2 separate regions of the Mus musculus genome follow, and region 1 is linked to region 2. The links are chromatin contacts, called in public Hi-C maps. All regions are on one chromosome and are shown on one strand. Each heading gives the region's core, a stretch centred on a gene start, on an enhancer-like site or on the middle of the called end of the contact. The rest is flanking DNA. Distances are from core to core; before and after follow the strand shown.

Region 1 (4,133 bases), core at 671-3,170, 1.4 Mb before region 2:
TCTCAACCTTCCTAATGCTGTGACCCTTTAATACAACTCCTTGTGTTGTGGTGACCCCCGATTATAAAAATTATTTCTGTTGCTACATCATAAGTGCCATTTTGCTACTGTCATGAGTCACCATGGAAATACTTTTGGAGATAGAAGTTTGACACAAGGATCAAGACCCACAGGTTGAGACAGGAGGCTAACCTGGTGTGTCAAAAGGACCAACATCTGAGCATGTAATTTGACCTCCACATGCTATGCCTTAGTACATGTATGCCCACTCTCACACACAAAGATGAAGGGATGGTCCCACACAGGTGACTTGTGTTTTATAATTTATTGTTAATTGTTTCTACTCCCCTTCACATGGGGCCTCCCGCGATTAAACAGCCAAGAGGAAGAAGACAGAGAAACTCATCAGGGAACATCTGCAACACCAGAGACACCCAAAATGTCTAAAATGAGAGTCGTCAGATAAATTCTGTTATTTTAGATTAATAGAACATTGGCTCATGAAACATGGGCAAAAATAAACGCTGCCATTTTAATGTGCACTTTTCTGAGAAAGGCCATGTCACCTCTTTGTTCTAAGGGATTGGTTAATATTCCACTATGAATCTCATTAAAATTTACATGTTTAATAAATGTTGGATATTAAAATGGTGGTGAGGAGGTCTATTTATGGAAGCTGTTCATTTTCCCTGATGAGAGTCTATTTATTTTTATAAGGAAACCGGCAAAGTTAATCACCAGGTTGGGAGTGGCTGAGCCTATTAGTTAGGTACATTTGTTCATTTACCTAACCTTTGACAATGAGCAACGGAACATAATTTTATTTTGCAAATTTACAGGACTTAATCTTTACACACATTTTAAAGATTCTGGTGTTCCCTAACAAGATGGACAGTTGTGAATGTACACGAGAAACCAGTGAAATATTAGCCGGCCCTTGTTTCTACATTAACCTCTGTACCTGCCAAGAGGGCTTCTAACACTGCAATGACCCTCCGGATCTTTAGTTCTGACTTTTGTCCTTTTGGGGATGGGCGGAGCTAGTTGTGGAGGAAGGAGAAGGTACAAGCAAACTGCCCCAGACAAGGAAAAGTTCCTACGTTTCAGTTGGCTAGAGTGAAAATTGGGCAATAGCTAATACAGTCCAGGAAAAGTTAATTTGGTGACGGAACGTAGGCAGGTGTAAATAATGAATTCTTGCAGTCAAAAGATTGAGCTGCAAAAAAAAAAAAAAAAAAAAAAAGTCCTGGAGAACACAGCAAAAAGAATGTGACATTTATGTGTGTGTCCGCCTGGCTACATCTTACTGCAGCTCGGACGACATCTGCCCACTCCAAGTTTTCAGAGCAGCAGGGCGGGGACAGAGAATGTAGCGACCCAGCCACTCACTCTGGCACGTTCAGCACAGCGGCTGGACCCACGCGCCTAGGGCCCCGCACCGCGCCTGCGCGCCCCGTCACGTGGCGGGCGCCCCGCGCTGAGCGGGTTAAAAGTCACGGCCGCCGAGCACCCGGCCAAGCCGTGCTCTCTGTTCCTTCGGTCGACTGGGACGTGGGACCTTCTGCTGCTCGAGTCGGAATCCGCGCGGGGAAGCGAGCCGAACCTCCTGGTGCCCTTCCCCAGGGCCCCGAACGGGCTCGCGCGCGAAACCGCGTCTTTCAACTGACAATGAAATCGTAGCCACGGCCGGCGGCGAATAGGCGGGAGGCCGCGAGGCGGAGGGGGTGGAGGGCCATTCAGCCGAAGCCCCGCCCAAGGCCCCGCTCGCGCTCCTATTGGCGCACGCCGCCATTCCGGCCCCGCCCCTTAACGGACCTGTCGCTCTGTGACAGGCGGAGGGGCCAGTTCCTGTTGGGCGAGGGGGCGGAGTCAAAGGTTGCCTGAGCTCCGCCCGGACTCCAGGGGGCTCCTCCCCTTTTGTGCTCCTCGCGGCTGGGCGGGCGGGGGAATGTCATTGCCGCTCCGAGCCGCCGCTCCTCTGGCGCCCTCGTCCCGTCGGCTCTCGCCGCCACCGCCGCCTCCTCAGCCGCACGGGGGACACGGATGGCTAGTGGGGCGCAGGGGCCTTTTGGGTTGAGACCGCGACGGTCGCGGCCACTGTTGAGGCGGAGACTTCGGATCGCTGCCGCCTCCACCACCCCCAGTGTCCCGGCCTCGCGGTGCTGAGGGCGGGAGCGCGCCCAGCTCTTCCTCCGCCTCCGCCTCCTCCTCCTCCTCGTTGTCGTCGCCGTCGCCCTCCTCCTCCTCCTCTGGGTCTCCGCCCAGCACCCCTCGCTCCAGGCGGCGGCGGTGGCCGCGGAGGACGAGCGAGACCCGCCGCCGGGGCACAACATGGCGGAGCCCTCGGCCCCGGAGAGCAAGCACAAGTCGTCCCTCAACTCGTCCCCGTGGAGCGGCCTCATGGCTCTGGGGAACAGCCGCCACGGGCACCATGGGCCCGGAACCCAGAGCGCGTCCAGGGCGGCGGCGCCGAAGCCGGGGCCCCCCGCGGGGCTGTCCGGGGGCTTGTCGCAGCCGGCCGGGTGGCAGTCGTTGCTCTCCTTCACCATCCTCTTCCTGGCCTGGCTGGCCGGCTTCAGCTCGCGCCTCTTCGCCGTCATCCGCTTCGAGAGCATCATCCACGAGTTCGACCCGTGGTGAGTGTGCCCGCCCTTCCCCCGCAGGCAGCCCGCGGTCCCCGTTTGTCTGGAGCCCCTCGGATCCCACCCGGTCTCCCGCGGGCCGGGCCGGGCGCGCCCCCTGCCCGCTTGGCGAAGTTTGCCTGGGAGCGGAGCCTGGGTCCTCGGCCGCCGGGGTGGGCCGGCTCCGCGCGGCGCCTCTTCGCCGCCGCGCCCCGGCTTGCTCCGGGGGCCCCCTTCCCCACGCCCTCTCCGCCGCAGCTTTGCGCCTTGTTGCATTTTATTTCATTTCTCTCCTTCCTGCCATCGGAGCAGCCCCGGGATTGCCTTCTGGCTGCTGGTGGTGACTGGAACCCCTTGTCCGCTCAGCCTCGCAGTTTCATGCTTTCTTTCCGGGAGAGTGGAGTGTTAGAATGTAGGGGGGGAAAATATTATCCCGAAAGCGAGCGCAGTGGTAGCGCCTCGTGTTTTTCCAGCACCAGGTATTTTCCGGAGTGTCTCTTTCCCCCCTAAGGCCCTTAAGTGCTCTCAGCTCGCCACACTATTTGCACAGTTGTATTGCGTTGCTTTTTAGAGCGAGATCGTTTTTCTGTTAGCTGAACTCTCACCCTCGTTGTTGCTACAATATCCGACTGGGTTGCATGAGTTCTTTTATTGGTGTCTGCTGGAAGGTCTGTGGAGAAGAGAGCAAGCCGTACCACAGTGCTGAGAGTCTAGATTGTGGTGCCGAAGTTGCACGCTCTGCATGGCACTCACTGGTTTTAGGGACTTAACTTCGAACACTGAGTTACCTACACGGGAAGATTGCTTTTCACTTTCTTCCTCCTGGCCCAACCTGAGTTAAGTTTTTTGTTTTTTGTTTTTTGTTTTTTGTTTTTTTTTTCCCCCAGAGAGAGATTGAGAGCGAGCGCCAGCGCGCCTCTTTAAACTAGTTTATTCTTCAGGCTGCCCTATCAACCTTGAACTAATCTTACTTGTAATTAGACATAATTAAACGGTAGGGTATTTGTCTTACCATTTGAAATGCACAGAGAATCTTCTTAAGAGTTAGTACATATATAGGTTATAAATGAGTTTTTTGGGGGGGGCTTATGTGTTAAGTATCAGATTTAAGTTGTACTTTAAGAAAAATATTTATGCTGCAATATCTATTGAACACCAGAGGGGCCTACTCAAGGAAAACCTGTTTAGAGAAGCAGTGAGCTACAGTGATGGCCTGCTGTGAGGTGTTTTCGTCCTATTTTAAGAGGTTTCCATTTTTTTCTAACATTAGATTTGCTTTATAAATGACCATTATGTTATTTGGAACCAGAGGAGAAAATCATGTTGGTGGAGATTACATACGAACCTACGAATATTTGTGAAGTCTTAACTAACTAGATAGAGTATTCTTTGAAACAATCAATTAGATTAAAACTGAGATTGACTAGAAATGAAAGCCGCAGAATTTACTGAACAACATGAAAAGAGAAAGTTGTGTCTTTTCAGATGAAGATAGCACGGGGTGGAACAAAA
Region 2 (3,672 bases), core at 1,140-3,639:
CTGATCTGTATGTGTCTATATGACGGTCAAAATATGTACCCAGGTTTGACTCAAACTCAGGTCACCTTACTGCCTCAGCCTTCCAAGTGCTGAAATTACAGATGTGAGCTCCACATCAGGCTTACTTCTTGAGCTTCACAGGTGAGAACAAATAACAAAAAGATAAGTTTGCTTCCTAATACCTTCTCAGAAGCAGCAGTCTGCTCTGGGGGACAGGGTTACGGGGGAGGCCTGCAGAAGCGAAGCCTCATGCCCCTAGGAGGGTCTACTTGTCAGTTCAATTTCACAGTAGTTTATACTTGAAATTTTCAAATCAAAGGTCTTGAAAGGCACAAGAGGCAAACTCCTCTTGATTTCTCATGACCCAATTAATTTATAAACAAATAAACAAGTCCCCTCAAAAACTGACACTTTCTGAGACTCTAGAAATTTTATATGAAAGGACATAGCCAAAAACACTGAAAAGGTTTTCCTGAGTGGAGTATCATAGATGAGAACCACAAAGATGCCAGCATGCCTTAAAGATTATTATTAAGAGAAGGCTGCCACCAAGAATTGACTTCCTTTTCAGAGAAATAACCCCCCAAACACAAGTTAGCCAAGCACAAGTTCACAGAAGATCCTAGAAAAAAGCCAAGTTCTAAAACCTACCAATAAGCAAGCTGTTCAGCAGCCCCATCTGACTGAGAACTTGAAGCAAGGAGACCAGGCTGGGCTCCGCTCCTGTGCTCTCCAGTGGACAAGGACACGCACTAAAGGAAGACTTCCAGAAGAGCCTACTCTCCAGTCCTCTCTAGATGATCCCTAGACTTTCGGTAGCTCAATTTCCTCAACAACCAAGAGTTGGTCTAGCAAACAATCCGCCTCATCCGAAGCCCTCAAGTTACACAACTGAGAGAAAGAAGGTGCCAAGTTTAGGGAGGCAAGCAAAGACCAAGTCAGGGTCAGATGCATGCGAGCGGCTTAATTCTTAGTTTAGTATGTTTTCCACCGCTTCTTTCCACGGGCCAAGAAACCTCCCGACCCGCCAGAGTCAAGGCTAATTGCTTCAGGGATGAGGCTGGACTTGTGCAGACCAGCTCTGACCCAGGGCATTTCTCTTAGGGTATTAACAATGCTTCTGACCTCCCCTGGGCGGCAGGAAAGGTAGGAGAGCCCCAGGGAGCCCACATCGCACACTTTACACAACCAACCATACTGCTGAAAACTAAGTACTACACTTAATTCACACGTTTCAAAAACCACTCCGTTTTTTACCTCCTTGGGTAAACCATACCCTACACAAGCCATATTCCAACATCGAAACAAAGGGCTGCCGAGCCACCAAGAACTCTTCAACTCTTTCGGGATAAGTAAGGGGCAGACACACTTGGCTCCTATCTGTTTCCGCCTCTCCCAATTACACAAAAAGGAACAGCTGCTGGTGCAGACAGCAGTGACTAAACTATTGTGTGTGGCACAATCTTAAAGCCCTCTGCAAAAGGAAACAGCCTGAGGGGAGTCACTTTGAGAATGAAGAAACCTAGCAAGGGCCCAACTTCACTCTCAATCAGGAGACTATACAAGCAAGTCACTGCGCTCGCCAACCCTCAGGGCTACTTTCACTCACAATATAACTTACTATCAGAATGTCAAGCGGCTGAAAGTCGCAGGCCACGCTACCAGGCACCGTAGGAAAAGCTACAGTTTTCCCATTAGAAACAGTGCCTTTTGTACAGCCTACTCCAGCTAAAAGGACTCGTAAATCACTTGGAAAGAAAGTCCCTGCCCCTCTGACCCAATCTCAACGGCTAGCGCGGCTTCCCCAGGCAGAAGCGACGGGGTCCTCCGCCGCTAGCCGCCCCCGTCGGCCTCCCAGGCCACGGCGCCACGCGGCAGGACCCCGACCCCGCGGCCCAGGCCCCGCCCGGCGGAGGCAGCCGCGCGCCCCTTACCTCATGCTGTAGGCGCCGGCGCCCAGCTCCTGCCCGATGCCGGACAGGCTGGAGTCGAAGTCGTGCACCAGCCCGGACTCGATCACCTCGTCCATACTGAGCACCCAGGCCATCTTCCGGCCTCGCCGCCGCCCCGCGCAGCGCGGCCTCCGGGTCCGGGGCGAAGGCGCCCGAGCTCCGCGGGCGCGTCCTGAGGGAGGACGCGGGTGAAGCCTCCGGCGGCGCGGCGAGTGGTCACCTGCGGCGGCGCGGGACGCGGCTGAGACGAGAGCGGCCGAGGCCCAGCTGTCAGGGCACAGCGTGCGGGCCAGCAGCTGCGGCGGGAGCGACCGGGCCGCGAGCCGCGCCGCCCTCCCGCGGCCGCCGGCCCCGCGCCTCATGCCGCCGCCCGCCCCCGGCGCCGCTCCCGCGGCCGCCGCCCGCCCCGCCCCACAGCCCCAGCGCGCATCCCCCCGGCACGCCCGTCACCCGCTCCCGGGCCGCGCCCCCCCCCCCCCAGCCCTCTGCCCGCCCGCCCAGGCTCCAGCGCCCCTTCGCCCCGGCCAACCCCGCCGCCGCCGCTCCGCCGGCCCGGACGCAGCTTCGATGCGGCTCCGGCTTGGGCTCGCTCGCCGCTTCCGCCTCCTCCTCCGGCCCCGCCCCTGCGGCCGCTCCCCTCCCAGGCCCGCCCCTCGCGGCCCCGCGCCTCGCGGCGGCACTAGCGCCTGGGCCGAGCGGCGCTGCCCGGCCCCCGCGGTGTCGCGGCCTGGCGGCGGAAGAGGTGTGACCGGTTACGCTCGGCTGACTGACAGGTCTTCTGGGCAGTCACGGCGAAGCGGCCGGAATGGATTCCCGTGAGCCTCTGCGTTCCCGGCTGAGCCACCAATCAAAACGCTCTTCCCCTCCGGGACTAAATTGACTGCCATAAGTAAGAGCTCATTGGCCCGCACTGGAGGAAGTGGTTCCAGGTCCTACTTCCGTCGGTTCTGGGAAATACCCTTTCGTCGGCTTTTGCCCCCGCTCCAGAGAAAAGCGGGTACATCTCGTCTGATGTAAGCTAGGTCTGTTGTGCAGAAGATCTTGATTGGCAGGAGAATAAGCCAGTCAGCCCTCCCTAAAAGGTCCCCGCCCCTCTCAACTCAACTTTAATCCGGAGGCAGAAGCATGCTGGTCTGAGTTCGAGGTCAGCTTGGTCTACTTGGCGAGCTCCGGCTGAATCAAGGTTATATACAAGGGCTTGTCTCAAAACAAAACAAAGCAAATTTGCAGAGCCCAGAAGATCTGGTGACGCACATAGCACAAGAGTGTGTGACACCCTCGTTATTCCTTAATCATGTGCGCTAACACAAACCATGCAAATTGCTGTGAGAGTTAACGTGAAGAAAACTAGTGTTTTTCTAAAACAAAAGACAACAAACAAACCCGGGAGGTTATGGTTCAGGTAGCACGAAGACAAAACAAACAAACAAACAAACAAACAAACAAAAACCACACACACACACACAGATACCCGCAGCAAAAGACAAAGAATACACTAAGCATAGAGACTTCCTATCTATGCCCAAGTGCTCCCTTTTACTGCTTCATGGAAGTCTGTGTCTGGGTATCCCTAACAAGCTTTGAGAAGAACTGCTCCCTCCAAGCCGGCCCTCGATTATTGCTTTTTTCACATAATATTGTTTCCAAAGGATTCGGATGTGGGTCCAGCAACGTTCATTTGACAGGTTTATTATTAACTGTTGGAAATAACGGGGGAAGG

Evidence for each region. A called contact is a pair of places that touch in the nucleus more often than the background predicts.
Region 1: a contact with region 2 is called in a Hi-C map of erythroblasts, with 6 times the contacts expected there. The contact joins the promoter of Stt3b here to the promoter of Ubp1 in region 2. A contact is called at or near these places in 1 of 39 promoter capture datasets (erythroid cells) and 1 of 484 Hi-C or Micro-C datasets (erythroblasts).

Annotation. Positions count from the first base shown.
Region 1 is chr9:115,308,255-115,312,387 of GRCm38.p6, reverse strand. Stt3b (STT3, subunit of the oligosaccharyltransferase complex, homolog B (S. cerevisiae)) reads left to right here and starts at 1,920. Exons shown (of 16, transcript NM_024222.3): 1 at 1,920-2,636. The coding sequence starts at 2,332.
Region 2 is chr9:113,930,029-113,933,700 of GRCm38.p6, reverse strand. It overlaps Ubp1 (upstream binding protein 1), which reads right to left and starts at 2,389. Exons shown (of 16, transcript NM_001372510.1): 1 at 1,935-2,389. The coding sequence starts at 2,047. It overlaps Gm39439 (a long non-coding RNA gene), which reads left to right and starts at 2,775. Exons shown (of 4, transcript XR_003948257.1): 1 at 2,775-2,974.